Regions from separate parts of the Sus scrofa genome. Here region 2 is linked to region 1. The links are chromatin contacts, called in public HiChIP or PLAC-seq maps. All regions are on one chromosome and are shown on one strand. The core of a region is the stretch at or near the end of the contact, and the rest is flanking DNA. Distances in the headings are between cores, read along the strand shown. Region 1 overlaps PTPRJ (receptor-type tyrosine-protein phosphatase eta). Region 2 has its middle 16 kb from the start of PTPRJ.

What was found. HiChIP or PLAC-seq counts read pairs in DNA pulled down with a chosen protein or histone mark.
Region 2: an H3K27ac HiChIP or PLAC-seq map of alveolar macrophages shows a contact between it and region 1. The contact joins two enhancer-like sites. A contact is called at or near these places in 1 of 5 promoter capture datasets (liver), 1 of 47 Hi-C or Micro-C datasets (liver) and 1 of 2 datasets of contacts at active chromatin or transcription factors (alveolar macrophages).

Annotation. Positions count from the first base shown.
Region 1 is chr2:14,693,307-14,701,184 of Sscrofa11.1, reverse strand. The region is part of intron 1 of PTPRJ (receptor-type tyrosine-protein phosphatase eta); the gene reads left to right. Among named protein-coding and RNA genes, the nearest start is that of TRNAE-UUC, 20 kb to the right of the region's middle. Within about 2 kb of position 3,229, at least 46 of the 83 cell types and tissues checked have an H3K27ac peak or open chromatin away from gene starts, as enhancers often do. A contact at or near this core is called in alveolar macrophages, where this site is marked.
Region 2 is chr2:14,737,072-14,744,949 of Sscrofa11.1, reverse strand. No RefSeq gene overlaps it. Among named protein-coding and RNA genes, the nearest start is that of PTPRJ, 16 kb to the right of the region's middle. Within about 2 kb of position 3,394, at least 6 of the 83 cell types and tissues checked have an H3K27ac peak or open chromatin away from gene starts, as enhancers often do. A contact at or near this core is called in alveolar macrophages, where this site is marked.

The DNA.
Region 1 (7,878 bases), core at 1,980-4,479:
ACATACATCCTTGCCCCTGGAGGGGGCTGGTTCTGAACTGTGGGAAAGCTCCTGCCCAGAGGTTAATGAGCTGGTCATGATGCTGTGACTGTCGATTTTTCCTTGTATTTGAATTTGAGCCTTTGTTTCTGGGAAGAGTCTGGCGCTGACCCACCTCCATCTCAGCAGCGGCCCCGAGTACCTCCCTCATTCGGCCTAGGCATCCCCTTCTAAGCAGTGAGGCTTTCCTGGGTCCAAGAGATCACTCGGATGGCCTCTCCCATCTGGGCCTGTCTCTGTTCAAGTGGCAGAGCTGGCTGTCACCTTTATCAGTGCCTTGCAGCTTGCCTGGGTTTTGTGAAAAGCTTGTCGTTGCCAGTTAGAACATAAAGACAGAAACCTCCCCTTTGGAGTTGGCATCACAATGACTTGCTCTTGTTCTGACTCCAGTATTTTGCTGGGTTGTTATGAATCAGTCACACTTTTTTGTTGTTTTTAAAGTTTGACAAGCACGTTAGTCTTAATATGAGAAGCTAGGCTTATGGGATGCAAGTTAGATGATTTTTTCTTAGACTAAGTCGGCCTCCTGCCCCTAGTCCCTATAAGAGAGTGATCTGACACATTCTGTTTGATCCTGACCTCTGGGGACCTAGGGGACTTGGATGTGCCATCTTTCCTCTGTGTGTTTCTGCTCCCTTGCCTCCAGGCAGCAGCTGTTGGTCAGGGGCTGCATTTATCAGCTTGCCTCGTGGAGGGGCACTCTTCATTTATGTAATTGGTGAGGCCCAAGGGCCTCCTTCAGAGCAGGGAGGGACCTTCGGGATCACCTAATCCAAACCTTCCAGGAGTTCCCGCTATGGCGCAGTGGATTAAGAATCTGACTGCAGTGGCTTAGGTTGCCGTGGAAGTGCGGGTTCGATCCCTGGTCCAGCCCAGTGGGTTAAAGGATCCGGCATTGCCACAGCTGCGGTATAGGTCTCAGCTGTGGCTCTGATTCAGTCCCTGGCTCGGGAATGTCCTTATGCCATGGGTACAGCTATAAACAAAACAAAACAAAACAAAAATAAACCTTTCACTTTGTAGACCTTGAAACTAAGGCCCAGAAAAGGGAAGCCACTTGCCTAGGACCACACAGCTAGTAACAGAGTGAGCCTAACTTTCTGACTCCACCACCCTGTTCTCCTGGACACTAAAGTTTCAATAGTGAGCCCGTAGGGCGCTCAGGGAATGTATCTGTCTTTGACCTGTTTCTCCACGGGGTGGAGAATTGGATTTCTGGGGTTGAACTCTGATGTGTGCTTGGGCATCTGCTGGGGGGAAACCCGTTCCTTTAGGGAAGAGTTGAAGGTGTGTGCCAGTGTCTAGCGTCTCTGCAGTTTTCAGCCACCCAAGGGGAGGGAGAGCACGCTTGGATCTTGGAGGTGTTGGCTGCCAGATGGTCCCCACCTGCTACCCCCATTTATTGCATTTCTGTCTAATAGAGGAACCAACCCAGTAACCCAAACTGGGAGGCTGAGTTTGGGAGGTGAGTGGGGGAAGGAAAAGAGTCGTGTTCTGTTTAGAATAAAACTTGTTGATAATGACGTTGAAAGTCATTGTCTTACTCATCCTCCTTGGAGATAAGTCTCACAATGGGTGGTATCTGGGGTGCAGAGTTTCCCCTGTGAGAACACAGTGAGATGAACTTTGTGTGGGCTGCCCTGTTAAAAACAAGAAGCCATAGGTTGGAAACAACCAAAATGTTAAGCGGCGGGGGATTGTGGAAACCATGGATTATGACGCAGTCATCACAAGTGCTTTGAAAGAACACTTCATGATACGGGAAGGGGAAGAGGTTCATAACATAAGACCTTTACAGTTGTGGGCTACAGAGTAAAGTGGAAACCCAGTTGGGTAACACAATCAGTCAGACTTCAAACTCAAAAACATGTTTTGCAAGGATACGGGAGTACTATAGTGCGGTCTTTAAAAAAAGCCTGATGCGGCAGCTCTAGGCCAAGGCCCGGCTCTGCCCCTTAATTGCTGAGTGCCCTTGGGCAAGTGCCTGGACCTTCCAAGCTTGGGCAGGTCATCTGGAGTTTGGGAGAAGTATCTTGCCTCTGGGCTGTAAGAATTCAGGGAGATATCTGGGCCTTCAGAGGCAGGCAGGGCTTGCCTCTGACCTTGGACCTCCTCCTCGGGTTGTTGCACTGTGGTTGTTGTCAGGCCAGACCGTATTACTGCTGCTTCAAGCCCGTCAGAGCCGCTGGTGCCTTCTGGATGCTGGACCTGTGCAGCGTGTGGGCTCATGTTGCCGTGTTTCTTGCCGTGTCCTCCAGTGTGCTGTGCCCTTTTTCTTGCCACCAGTCCTGTCCACCTGCTGAAATTACTCTTGTATTTTGCCTCCCTTAAATAGATGGGGTCACCCCAGGGTGCCACGTCACAGGGAATGCTTTGCTGGTACCAACCTTGCACATCAGCTGGTTTCGATCCACACCCTCTGAGTGGTGCTAATTGAATGGACCGCAGCCCCAAGGTGGTGGTTTCAAGGTTGGCAACCAGGAGGCTTTGTTGGAAGGCCTACCACCCACAGTGTTGAGTGCCATGCCTCTCCATTCAGCATGGTCCCCTGAGCCTGCTCTGTGCCACGCCCTGTACTGAGTCTCAGGGGAGTAGGAATGGAGGGTCACGTCTCAGTAGTCAAGGGCCTCACGTTCTAGTGCGGGAAAGAAGGCGCGCCTGCTCTGGACACGGTTGGACGGGGGAGGAGGGAATGGAGAGAAAGGGGGCTGGGCCCTGAGAGAGGATGGCTCACGGGTCTCAGCCCCCTTCCTGTCCCTGGCACTTAGCCCAGGGCCTGCACACAGGGCTGCTGAGAATGCAGCTCAGGGTTGCATTCAAGATGTCCAGCTCTGCGGGGCAGAAGTCAGATGACCAGTAATGTTAAAATGACACTTGGGCTCATGTTCACCTATAGGCCGCTTGAATTTCTTTCAAACACACGTACGAGGTGCCTAGAACTAGGAGGACCGGGACTCTGGCAGCTGGGTAGGTCCACATGAGGTGTGGACACAGGCCACAGCAGCCTAGGGGCACAGAGGGGCCTGAGGTCAAGGCCAGGGTTCAGCTAGAAGCCTGGGCGGGTACTCGGTCCTCAGTACTCGGTAAATAATTAACAGTCGTTTCAGGAATGAGTGAATGTGCACCAGAACCTGCGGGGTGGAGCCGAGGCTGGGAGCAGCCCTCTGCTGCCCGGAAGTGCTTGGTAAACACTCGTTAATCATTTCCTGCCCAGCGAGCCCTGTGGGTGCCCAGGAGAGCCCTGGTTCGCATGGGGGAGGGGGTGCTCGTCACTGAGATGCCTGGCCTCCTGCCCGCCTGGCCCTCTGGGAGCTGGGGGGTGGCACCTTCCAAGGCAGCAGCCAGAGTGTCAGCCAGGGGAACCTGTTGCCAGGCGGCCTCTCGGCTTAGTGAGCACAACAGAAACTCGTGATGCCCCGTGTGGGCTGCCAGCCAGGGGCTCCTGGACAGACACACACCCAGGTCCTCTTCCCGGAGCCTCTTCCCAAAAAGTGCTGCCCTCCCTGGGGGTTCTGAGGACCCTTGTCTCACGCCCGACTTTGGGGATCTTTGCTTTGACTTGGATATTTCTCTGCATGCAGGTCACCCTGAGCCAGGAGTCTGGGAATTGGTCTTGCTGAAAGAGTGGGTTCTAGAATGTTCTGGGGCAGCCAGAGTGTCTGTATGTCCAGACCAAGGGAGCTGGTTAGGTCCAAAGGATCTGTTTGATTTTTTAAAAAATGCCTTGTGTTCCCAAGCTAGGAGGTGGTGGTGGTGGAGGGGGTCGGCTTGGAAACTGAGCATGCTCTCTGTTCCTTGGCTGTTATGGGACCATATCTTTATCTTCTGGGTGGCCCCGTTCCTTCTTAGGATCAGTCGGAGTCCTTAAGTTCTCAAGAACACTTGTGGTCTAGTTTCCATTCTGTGGGGGCAAGCAAGTTTGGAGAATTCTGGGCCAAGCAAAATCAAACGTATCTTTCTTGTAAGACTTCAAGGAACCTTCCACGTGCTTAGGACTCTTTCAGAGGGAGACGGATATTCAACTTTTTTCCCAAGATTTTTGTTTTACCTCATGTCTGTTTATTTCTGTATTTATTTCTTTTTTCTTTTTTTTTTTTAAGGGCTGCAACCCGTGGCATATGGAGGTTCCCAGGCTAGGGGAGTCAGAGCTACAGCTGCCGGCCTACACCACAGCCATAGCAATGCAGGAGCCGAGCTGCGTCTCACGGCAGCGTCAGCTCCTTAACCCACCGAGCAAGGCCAGAGATTGAACCCACAACCTCATGATTACTAGTCAGATTCATTTCTGCTGCATCTCTCTATTTATTTATTTATTTATTTATTATTTTATTTTTATTTTTTGGCTGCCCTGTGGCATATGGAGCTCCCAGACCAGGAATCAGATTCAAGCCGCAGCTGTGACCTATGCTGCAGCTGTGGCAATGCTGGATCCTTAACCCACCGCACCGGGCCTGGGATCAAACCTGTGTCCTGGTGCTGCAGAGAGGCAGATCCTGTTTCGCCACAGTGGGAACTCCTATCTTTCTCTTTAGAGTATCTCACGAGACCAGTGTTTCTAGGAACCTGCTGCAGAAAATTCATGAACTCCACAAATATTTATAGAGTAATTACTATATGTCAGTGGCTATTCTAGGTGCTTGGGATAAATCGATGACCAATTCAGACCAAGAGCTCTACCCTGGAGGAACTTACCTTCTTGTAAAAGCGACGAACTGATCTTTATGGAGGATGTACTGTGTATCAGGTGCATGCCTGATCACCTGTTATCCTGTTTAACCCTCGCACAGCCTGGTCAGACAGATGGACCATTTCACAGATGAGGTAACTGAGGCTCTAGGGCGTAAAGTGACTTGCCGGCGTTGGCTGAATTATCCTTTTTGCAATATGCCTTTGCATTGCAGGAGATGCTGGTGAAGTAAGGAACTCCTGGCAGAGGCATCAGGGTCTGTGGTGGGGATCTGTTAGCATGTTGTTGTGACCTTTTCTAAAGGTCCAGTGGAGAAACTTTTCTGAGGCTCTGAATCAGGCAGGGAAAGATGTGCTTCTCTGGAACAACTGGTTTGTTTTCCTGTTCTGGGCACCGAGAATCTCGTGGCCGATCATGTTTCCCTTTCGCTTTGGTTACTAAGCACCTGAGAGCGAGGTTTGTGGCCTATCTTGACACTTCTGCAGGAAGGCATCATATGGTATTTTTCTATGTGCTGACCTTACCCCAGCCTTTGTTCTTTTTCTTACACTTATTTTCTCTTGGCCCGACTCCCTTGACTGTTTATTTTATTCTTTTGTGTTGTTTGTATTGTTCGAAGCCGCTGTAAATATTCGGTGGCTGGGGCTGAGTATAACTAAATTTAAAAAATAATGGTAAGATGACTTGTGTAAGATCCTCCAGCTAGGTTTTGGGGAGGCAGGCTCTTCCTCTGTCCACCACACAGCCAGCCTTTTGGGGTGAGGATCCACCAAGAGACAGGTCTGTTAGCTTTTGTAGCCACCGTTTTGGGGGTTTTGGAGGAAGCTGGGCTGGCTGAATTGGAGCCCTTGAGGGGGCTTGAATTGACTAGGATGTCTCTCACGTGGTTTGAGCGAAACTCTGGGCTATAGATTTGTTCTCGGTAAGGGCTACTCAGCCTCCCCTTCCTGCTTGCGGTTTCCAGGGGGCACAGACCTCCCTTGGACAGACCGGTGAGCACTGTGTACTCTTTTTTTTTTTTTTTTTTTCTTTTTCCTTTTTCTTTCTTTTTGGCCATGCCCGAGGCATGCAAAAGTTCCCGGGCTGTAGATCGAACCCAAGCCACAGCAGTGACACCATCAAATCCTTAACTGCTAGGCCACCAGGGAACTCAGCACTGTATGCTCCTTGCAGCTACTTCTCGTTCGTTATCCTCACGGCAGCTCGAGAGAGAGGAGGAGCACGTGGTGTTGATGAGGCAAGAGGCCTGGAGTGGCTGAATGGATGTCCTTCCAGGTGGTGCCTGAGCCCGCACCCCAACGCAAAACCAGACAGCTCCCACGAGAGCTCCCTGAACCCCCTGTGGAGGAGACAGCATGGGAGTGGGGAAGAGCTTAGAATTGGGGGTTTGGATCTCATGGGGCTTGGGTATTGGCCGCCACTGTGTGCTTATGGGTCAGTTACGTTTCTGAGCCTCGGTAGCCTCATCTCCAAAACGGGCACCCTAATCCCTGCCCCGCCAACCTCATGGGATCGTTGTGAGAAAATGAAGAAGATGAGCGTGGAAGCACTTGTCTGGTGTGAAGCATGGTGCCCATGTGTTGTGCTCTGTCTACGCTGTGCTGGTGATGAAGATGGTGGTGGGGGAACGTTATAGGAATATTGAGCCCTGTCCCCGTCAGCGTGGTAAACTTGACATACGTTATCTTAATGCACAGAGTCAGCAGATGAGTAGGGACTCTCATATCCCCTTTTTGCAGGTGGAAAAGATTAAGTAGTCTGCTTGAAAAGGATTAAGTACTTTATATAAGGTCACAGAGCTGTTACGTGGTAGAGCTGAGATTGGAACCCAGGCAGCTGACCCTGCAGCGGAACTTATTATCACCACGATCATGGGAAAGGGCAGGAGCCTGGGATCTTTTTGGGCAATGGCATTAACGCACATCAGTGGGGCAGGGGCAGGAAGGACCACCTGGGGGGCAGTGAGTCCATGTGGGTGGTCCCTGGAGGGCAGTGGGGCCTTGGGAACAGCCCTGGGCACCAGAGCTCATCTCTGAGCATCTTATGCCTCATGGGGTTAAAGGAAATAGGGGATGCATAGGTACGAGTCCCTTGCTATAAAAATGTTGGTGATACATGGATGACGTCCTGCACACATGAGGAATGGAGGGTGGTTAGTAGGAACGGCCACCTCCGTTTTTAAAAAGCCGCTTCCTCGCTGTTTTGATCACCCCTGGTATGCCAAATCTTCGTTCGGCCAATTTGGTGAGAATCCATTTTGCAAAGTGCCAGGCACAAGTTACACACCCAGGGATGTTGCTGAGGCTGGGGGCTGGAGTGTGAGTGGCAGGAAGCCCTGGGCCTGCCTTGGGAGAGCTGGGAGGCATCGTAGAAGTGAAGCCCCTGGGATGAGGGGCTCTGAGGGTCCTGGGGCTCTGAGGTGGGAGGGAGAATCCTCTCTTTTCCTTTTCTAGGTCTTTTTTTTCCTTCCCACGTACATGTAATAATAAAACTTTAAAAAATATGTAAAGGGAGTTCCCATCGTGGCGCAGTGGTTAACGAATCCGACTAGGAACCATGAGGTTGCGGGTTCGGTCCCTACCCTTGCTCAGTGGGTTAAGGATCCGGCATTGCCGTGAGCTGTGGTGTAGGTTGCAGATGTGGCTCGGATCCAGCGTTGCTGTGGCTCTGTCATAGGCTGGCAGCTACAGACCCCTAGCATGGGAACCTCTATGTGCCGCGGGAGTGCCCAAGAAATGGCAAAAAGACAAAAAAAAAAAAGTAAAAAGCAGCTCATTGAGACTAGAAGCAGGCCCAGGAGAAACAGGTTAAGTGGGAACAGGATCCTTTTGTAAGGGCCCGTTGGGGGGAGGGGGGGGCTGGCGAGCAAATCCCTCCTTCTGCGGGAGGCGGGGGTGGGGCTCCCTTTAATTAAGCTCGATGCGCTCTGGCTTTGAGTAGGTGACAGACAGCTCTTTTATTTCCTGCTTTGTTCTCTCCCAGGTACAAACTGACCACCGCCTTCATTCATGCAAATGGCAGCTGGCAGCTGCCGGAGGGGGAGGGTTAGATACTTAGGAGGAGAAGGCCGAGGCCTTCCTTTGCCCCCTCTCCTGAGTTTCCCTCTCTCCAGGCTTCCTAGGGGTGTGTGTGTGTGTGTGTGTGTTGGAGGT
Region 2 (7,878 bases), core at 2,145-4,644, 44 kb before region 1:
TGGCACATAGGAGTTCCCAGGCCAAGGATCAAATTCAAGCCTCAGCTACTTCCTACGCTATAGCTGTGGCAATGCTGGATCCTTAACCCACTGTGCCACAGCAGGAACTCCCTCCCTGGGCTTCTTGTGTGATCTAGCCAGGTTGCCTCACGATACTTTCTTGGAGTAGACACCCTACCAATGGGTCTCCTTTCCTCCTGGCTTAAGAAACCCTGATTTTGTTCTGGGTGATCGCATGGCCAGCTCTAGGCAATGGATCACAGTTACATCTAAGCCCATCACAACCTTTCCCACACTTTTCCAGACTCCCTTGCCACTAGGGGTATCCATGTGACCTAGATGTTGCCCATAAGGCGTGAGGGGCCATCTGCACTGGGGCTTCTGAGAAAACTTTTGATTTCCTTGACAAAAGGGAAGGCTCTTGGCCCTTCCCACTGCCCCCAACATAAACACAGTCATGATGGCCTGAGCTCTCTGCAAGCTGGAAGAAGGTTGATGGAGGGTTTTCAGCAGCCATCATTTGAAGAGGGCCTGGTTTCTGAGAAGAGAGAACCATCAAATACAGAGAGAAAAGTAACAGAGCAGAGAGGGAAACAGAGAGAGAAAAGTTAAAAGTCTTGTTTGAATGTCTAGATTCATACCTGAAACTAGTACCACCCCTGGAATTCCAAGTTATATGATCCAGACGCACCTTTCTTTTTTCCTCATGTGTTGAGATAGATTTCTATCATTCGGAACCAAAGGCCCAGGGCTCCCAGCTTGATGGTGAATGTTTAGCAGAGATCCCAACCTTCCTCCGTCTGTGACACCTGTGACCTTGACAGGCTGTTAGGATGTGTGTGTGAGGGTTCGGGCCACATGTCCTTCACCTGCCCCCCCATGTCAGCACCCCCTCCCCAACACACACACACACAATCTCCATCTCTACTCTCTTGGTCAAAAAATGGCCCAAGGGAATGAGGAACAAGGAAACCCAGGGTGTCACCACATACCAAGGGCCCTTCAATTCCGCAGTGTCCTCAGAATGCCCTCACAACATCCTTGTTGAGAAACACTGGGGTTAAGAAAAGGCAGTCAAAGAAAAGCTGGCAGGGTGGGCGGGGGTGGGGGTGAATGGGGTCTGTCTGATCCAGGGGGACGTACGAGACCATGTATCTGTTCTCTCACTTTGTTCTTTCACAAAACACACTCCTTTTGCCTTCCATTGGTATTAGGATTATTAATTGGGATATAATTGACACATAACATTAGTTCCAGATGTACAATATAATGATTTGATATTTGTACATACTGTGAAATGATCACCACACTAAGTCTAGTAAACACCCATCATCACGCTAGTTACAAATCTTTCTTTTCTCCTGTGATGAGACCTTTCAAGACTCTTCTCTGAGCAACTTTCAAACATACAATAGTAGTAGTATTTTTTTCTTTTTCTTTTTTTTTTGTCTTTTCACTATTTCTTGGGCCGCTCCCGCGGCATATGGAGGTTCCCAGGCTAGGGGTCGAATTGGAGCTGTAGCTACTGGCCTACACCAGAACCACAGCAACTCGGGATCCGAGCCGCGTCTGCAACCTACACCACAGCTCACGGCAACGCTGGATCGTTAACCCACTGAGCAAGGGCAGGGATCGAACCTCAACCTCATGGTTCCTAGTTGGATTCACTAACCACTGCGCCACGATGGGAACTCCCATTTTTTTCTTTTTAAAAAAAGTTATGTCTTTGGCCTCGCCAGCAGCATGTGGAAGCTCCTTGGGCCAGGAATTGAACCCATGTCACAGCAGTGACTGGAGCCACAGCAGTGACAATGCTGCATTCTTAACCTCTAGAGCGCCCTATTTTTCTATTTATCGCCACACCTGGGTCATATGGAAGTTCCTGGGCTAGGGGTTAAATTGCAGCTGCAGCTGCTGGCCTACATCACAGCCATAGCAACACAAGATCCGAGCCACATTGTGACCTACGCTGCAGCTTGTGGCAATGCCGAATCTTAAACCCACTGAGTAAGATTAGGGATTGAACCTGCATCCTTATGGCTACTAGGTCAGGTTCTTAACCTGCTAAGCCACAATGGGAACTCCTACAATAGCATTATTAACGTGCTGCTCATTACATTCTGTGACTTACTTATTTGAAAGGTGGAAGTTTCTGACACCACCTCCCACTTCGGACACCACCAATCTGCTCTCCATGCAACACATTTTTCTGTTGGGCACCCACGTTGTGCCAGAGTCTAAAATGCTCCCTGCCTTCTCTGCCTTGGTGAGGGAATGTGAAGCACAGTGTATGAAAGATGACAGAAGGAAACTGACTGGTCAGACCCTCCAATTTCTCTCCTTCTCAAAGAAGAAATGATCTTAACATGAAACAGATGAAATCCAGTTTGGCAATGAGAGAGCCTTACTATTGAGTGGGATTTGGGATGTTAAAATGAGGTGTCATATTGAGAGTTAGAATCTCCTTTCCTGAAATGAAGATCTAAACCACCGACAAATCTTTAATAGGAATCTCCTTTAGGTGTAAAGCAAGGGCTTCAAGTGAAGATACTTAGGGTTGAATTCTGATTCCTTTTTTTTTCTTTCTTCTTTTTTTTTGTTTTTTGTTTTTTGTTTTTTTGTCTTTTTGCTTTTTCTAGGGCCACTCCTGCAGCATATGAAGATTCCCAGGCTAGGGGTTGAATTGGAACTGTAGCCGCCGGCCTACGCCAGAGCCAGAGCAACTTGGGATCCGAGCCGCATCTGCGACCTACACCACAGCTCATGGCAACGCTGGATCCTTAACCCACTGAGCAAGGCCAGGGATCGAACCTGCACCCTCATGGTTCCTAGTTACATTGGTTAACCACTGCACCACCACGGGAACACCTTCTTCTTCTTCTTTTTTTAATGGCTGCACCCCTGGTGTATGGAAGTTCCCAGGCCAAGTATTGAATCTGAACCACAGCTGCAGCAATGCTGAATTCTTTAACCCACTGTGCCAGGCTGAGGATCAACCCGAGCCACTGCTGTTGGATTCTTAACCCCACTGTGCCACAGTGGGAACTCCCTGATTCCTTTTTCGGAATGGGTGAGTTTTGACAAATAGCTAAACCTCTCTGAATCTCAGTCTCCTTTGAGTTACTGTGAGCCTTGCATGAGGGTAATATTACGTAATGTGTTTTGAGGGTTGACTATATTCTGGTTCTGATCTAAGCGCTGTGCATGTCTTAACTCACTTAACCTTCACAACGAATGAAGCAACTGAGGCTTAGGAAGGTCACATCCCTTGCCGGTCAGTTGCAGAGCCTGGCTTTGAACTCAGGAAGTCTGGCTCCAGCACTTGTGCTTGTAACAAGCTCCCTTACGGCTGCACTTATTGGCAAATGGAGATGACTCACTTCTTGCAAGCAGCGGAGGGGATGGGGAAGTGGTGAGATTTGCGGGCTTTGCAGCCATGCTGTCTTGGTTCACTCCCTGGGTGTATCGCTCATTAGCTGAGTTATTATGAGCAAGTCACCTAACTTTTCTATCCCTGTCTTGATTTCCTCATCTGTAAAGTGGACCTGATAATAATGTTCTTAGGCTTTATGTGAGAATTGAGTGTGTTAACAAACTTTTTTTTGGTCTCTTGTCTTTTTAGGGCCGAACCTGTGGCATATGGAAGTTCCCAGGCTAGGGGTTGAATTAGAGCTGTAGCCCCTGGCTTCCACCACAGCCACAGCAATGCCAGATCCGAGCCACATCTTCGACCTACGCCACAGCTCACAGCAATGCCAGATGGATTCATAACCCACTGAGCGAGGCCAGGGATTGAACCTGTGTCTCATGGATACTAGTCAGATTTGTTTCCGCTGGGCCATGATGGGAACTCGCACAATAAACGTTGAATTGTACCTGGTACATGGTAAATGCTCAATAATTGCTGCCTACTATTAGCTTTCAGGTCTCTTTGCCTCCTCAGGGAGGTCTGCCCCCGCCCCCTCACCTCCCGCCCTCATCTGACTTATGTTCCTCCTCAGAGCTCCCTGTTCCCTTCCTATCTGGCACTTAGGACTATTTGCAATCATGTATAAGAGCACCCACCTCAGTGTTGTCAGGATGATTAAATGAGATAATGTGAGTAAAGCATCGGGCTGCCTGGCACATGGTTGGCTCTCGGCGAGTGCAAGTTGTTATATTTTTATTACTGTTACTATTAATTTTTTAGGGCTGTACCCATGGCTTATGGAAGTGCCCAGGCTAGGGGTCCAATCGGCCAGCTCACACCACCGCCACAGCCACTCAGGATCCTAGCCGTGTCTGCGACCTACACTGCAGCTCACAGCAATGCCGGATCCTTAACCAACTGAGTGAGGCCAGGAATCGAACCTGAGTCCTCAAGGATACTAGTTTGGGCTTGTTACTGCCGAGCCACCGCGGGAACTCCTATTATCACCATTATTTACCCTGGATTCCTTCGTTGGTTGAAATTACTGAAGTTGTGATGTATTGACAATTTCACCAAATCTAAGGCTCCCATCAATTACAGCCCACACTGTTACTGATGTATTTCTAAGAAACAGAGAACCATGACGCACAGCTTTTCTATCACTTAGAATTTCCATGTTACGCCTATTGAAGGAGCTCTTTTAAGTCTCAGGTAGACAGAGATTTTTATCATGTATCAAGCTGCTCTGTTTCCTTGCCTTTTTAATCCACAATAACTTCTCATTTCAGGGCCAAATCAGCATGGAATCTTTTTTTTTTTTTTTTTTGCCGACATTGTCAGTGGTGATCACACCGACACCTGGGGTGCTAAGCGTGTACAAAACTCATGGGAAAGAAGACAAGAGGGAGAGCTGTGACCAAGATCATGCACATGTGATCAGGAGCAACGACAGCACGACTGTCTCCTGACCTCCAGCAATTTGAGACGCCATCGATTACAACACACGACCTTACCCCAGATGTAAAAATATGAAAAAAGTCACAAGTGGATGGAATACAATATTGCAATGTACATGTCTCCCCCAACAGTTGTGCGGTTCCTGATTTTGTTTTCCAAAAGCCGTCATGATTTAAATGGAACCTAAAAAAAAAAAAAAAAAAAAGGGGGAGTTCCCGTTGTGGCGCAGTGGTTAACGAATCCAACTAGGAACCATGAGGTTGCGGGTTCGGTCCCTGTCCTTGCTCAGTGGGTTGAGGATCTGGCGTTGCCGTGAGCTGTGGTGTAGGTTGTAGACGCGGCTTGGATCCCGCGTTGCTGTGGCTCTGGCATAGGCCAGTGGCTACAGCTCCGATTCGACCCCTAGCCTGGGAACCTCCATATGCCGCAGGAGCAGCCCAAGAAATAGTGAAAAGACAAAAAAAAAAAAAAAAAAAATGGAACCTATTCAGGTTTTCCTTCTAAGGAATGGCTAAATCTTCAACATTGAGCTTTGGTGGGTTAAAGCAATGCTACCTGCTGTGAAAGATAAACCCTAAAACCACATCAGTTAACACTCTAAAGGTTGATTTCTTGCTCATGCTCCTTATTGGCAGCAAGGCCTTCACTCCACATAGTCGTTCAGGGAACTAGGTACGTAAATTTTTGCCAGTTTCAACAAATCATTTTGAGGGCTGCCCTGGGCCCATAACATAGGAAGTTTTATGGGCTGAACCTGGGGGTGGCTTGCACAGCACATTTTTTCCTTACATTCCACTGTCAGATCTTTTTTTCAGGGCCGCACACGCGGCATATGGAGGTTCCCAGGCTAGGGGTCGAATCGGAGCTGTAGCCGCCAGCCTACGCCAGAGCCACAGCAACGTGGGATCTGAGCTGCATCTGCAACCTACACCACAGCTCATGGCAAAGCCAGATCCTTAACCCACTGAGCAAGGCCAGGGATCGAACCTGCAACTTCCTGGTTCCTAGTTGGGTTCATTAACCGCTGTGTCACGACGGGAACTCCTGTTCATTATATTATGGTGGTTTCCTCATGACATTCACTGTTTGAAGTAAGACAATGGGGATATTTGGATGAAGCTCAAAAATGAATAGTGCTGGAGTCTCCTTGTGGTGCAGTGGGTTAAGGAGCTGATGTCACTGTAGTGGCTCAGGTCACTGCTGTGGTGTGGGTTCAGTCCCTGCCTGGGGAACTACCACAGGCCACAGGCATGGCCAAAAATAAGAACAGTGCTTATTACTGTCAGGTATTTTTCTTGCTATGTTTATTTACTTCTTACTGGATCAGTCAATCCCCCCTCCGCCGCTGAACTGTAAATCCATGAAAATAGGGGCCTTGCTATTTTGATTATCCTTACACCTGTATCCCCAGCACAGAATCTAGCAGAGGACTTAGTACACACTTAGAGTTAAAATTTTTTTTCTGCTAAGCTCAATTCTCACTGATGTTGTTGGCTCTTATCCATCATTGCTGGCCTTTGTTCTGCTTCTCCCTGGTTCTAGCTGCATCCCTGTCTCTCCAGGTTCCCCCCATCCATAGCCCTCCCCTGCTTTGTCTTGGTCTCTCCCTGGTCAGAGGGAGCAAAAGACAGCTGGTGGTCACTATCAACTCCTGAAGGGCAGGACTTTGCTTGACACTGTTTTTGGGGCTGTGCCCACGGCATGTGGAAGTTCCAGAGCCAGGGATAGAACCTGTGCCACCCAAGCTACTGCAGTGACAACGCTGGATCCTTAATCTGCTCCACAACAAGAGTATTCCTCACTTCACTTTTTTTTTTTTTTTCTTTTTAGGGACGTACTGGCGGCCTATGGAAGTTACCAGGCTAGGGGTCAAATCAAAGCGACAGCTGGCAGGCTATATCACGGTCACAGCAATCGTGGGATCCAAGCTGCATCTGTGACCTACATCTCAGCTCACAGCAATGCCGGGTCCTTAACCCACTGAGCAAGGCCAGGGATCAAACCTGCATCCTCATGGATACTAGTCAGATTCGTTTCCACTGAGTCACAACGGGAACTCCTTCTCCTATTATTTTTTATGAGTAACACATGGTCATGTTAGACAAATTTAGAAGATAGAAATAAACTAAAAGAGAAAGTGTTAAAATGATCTGAAATCTTATCTCCCATTGTTATCATCTTCATGCATTATTAATTTTCTCTGCGCATATATTAAAATGTTTTACTCTATATAGAATGGCATTCTTTTTATCCTGCTTTCTTCCCCAACAAAACGTTGAGAATATTCTTCCAAATCCATAGGTTTACATCTACGCTATCATTTTAAATATCTAAAGTATTCTCTTATAAGGCTATGCCATATTTATTTATCTAGTCCCCTATTGGTGGGCATTTAGGTTGTTTCTAATGTGCTACTGTATTGAAATTCCTTGCTTACATCTCTCTTTATGCACATGTCAACCATCTAGCTGTTCGTTCAATAGCTTTTTATAGAGTCCCTTCTGTGTGTCAGGATCTTTTCTAGGCAGTGGAGAAACAACCACAGTGGGTTTTCTGGGATAAAATGCCTTTATTAAGAGAAACAGACTCATGGACATAGAGAATAGACTTGTGGTTGCTGAGGGGGCGGGGGGAGGGCGTGGGATGAATGGGGAGTTTGGGGTTAGTAGGTGAAAACTATTACATTTAGAATGGATCGGCAATGAGGCCTACTGTACAACGCAGGGAACTATATCCATTCTATTAGGACAGACCATGATGGAGGATAATATGAGAAAATGAATGTATATATATGTATGACTGGGTCACTACATTGACTTTTTTGTTTGTTTGTTTTTTCATTTTTTTTTAGAGCCACATCTGCATCATATGGGAGTTCCTTGGCTAGGGGTTGAATTGGAGCTATAGCTGCTGGCCTACACCACAGCCACAGCAATGCCAGATCTGAGGAGCGTCTGTAACCTACATCGCAGCTCACAGCAATGCCAGGTCCTTAACCCAGTGAGCAAGGC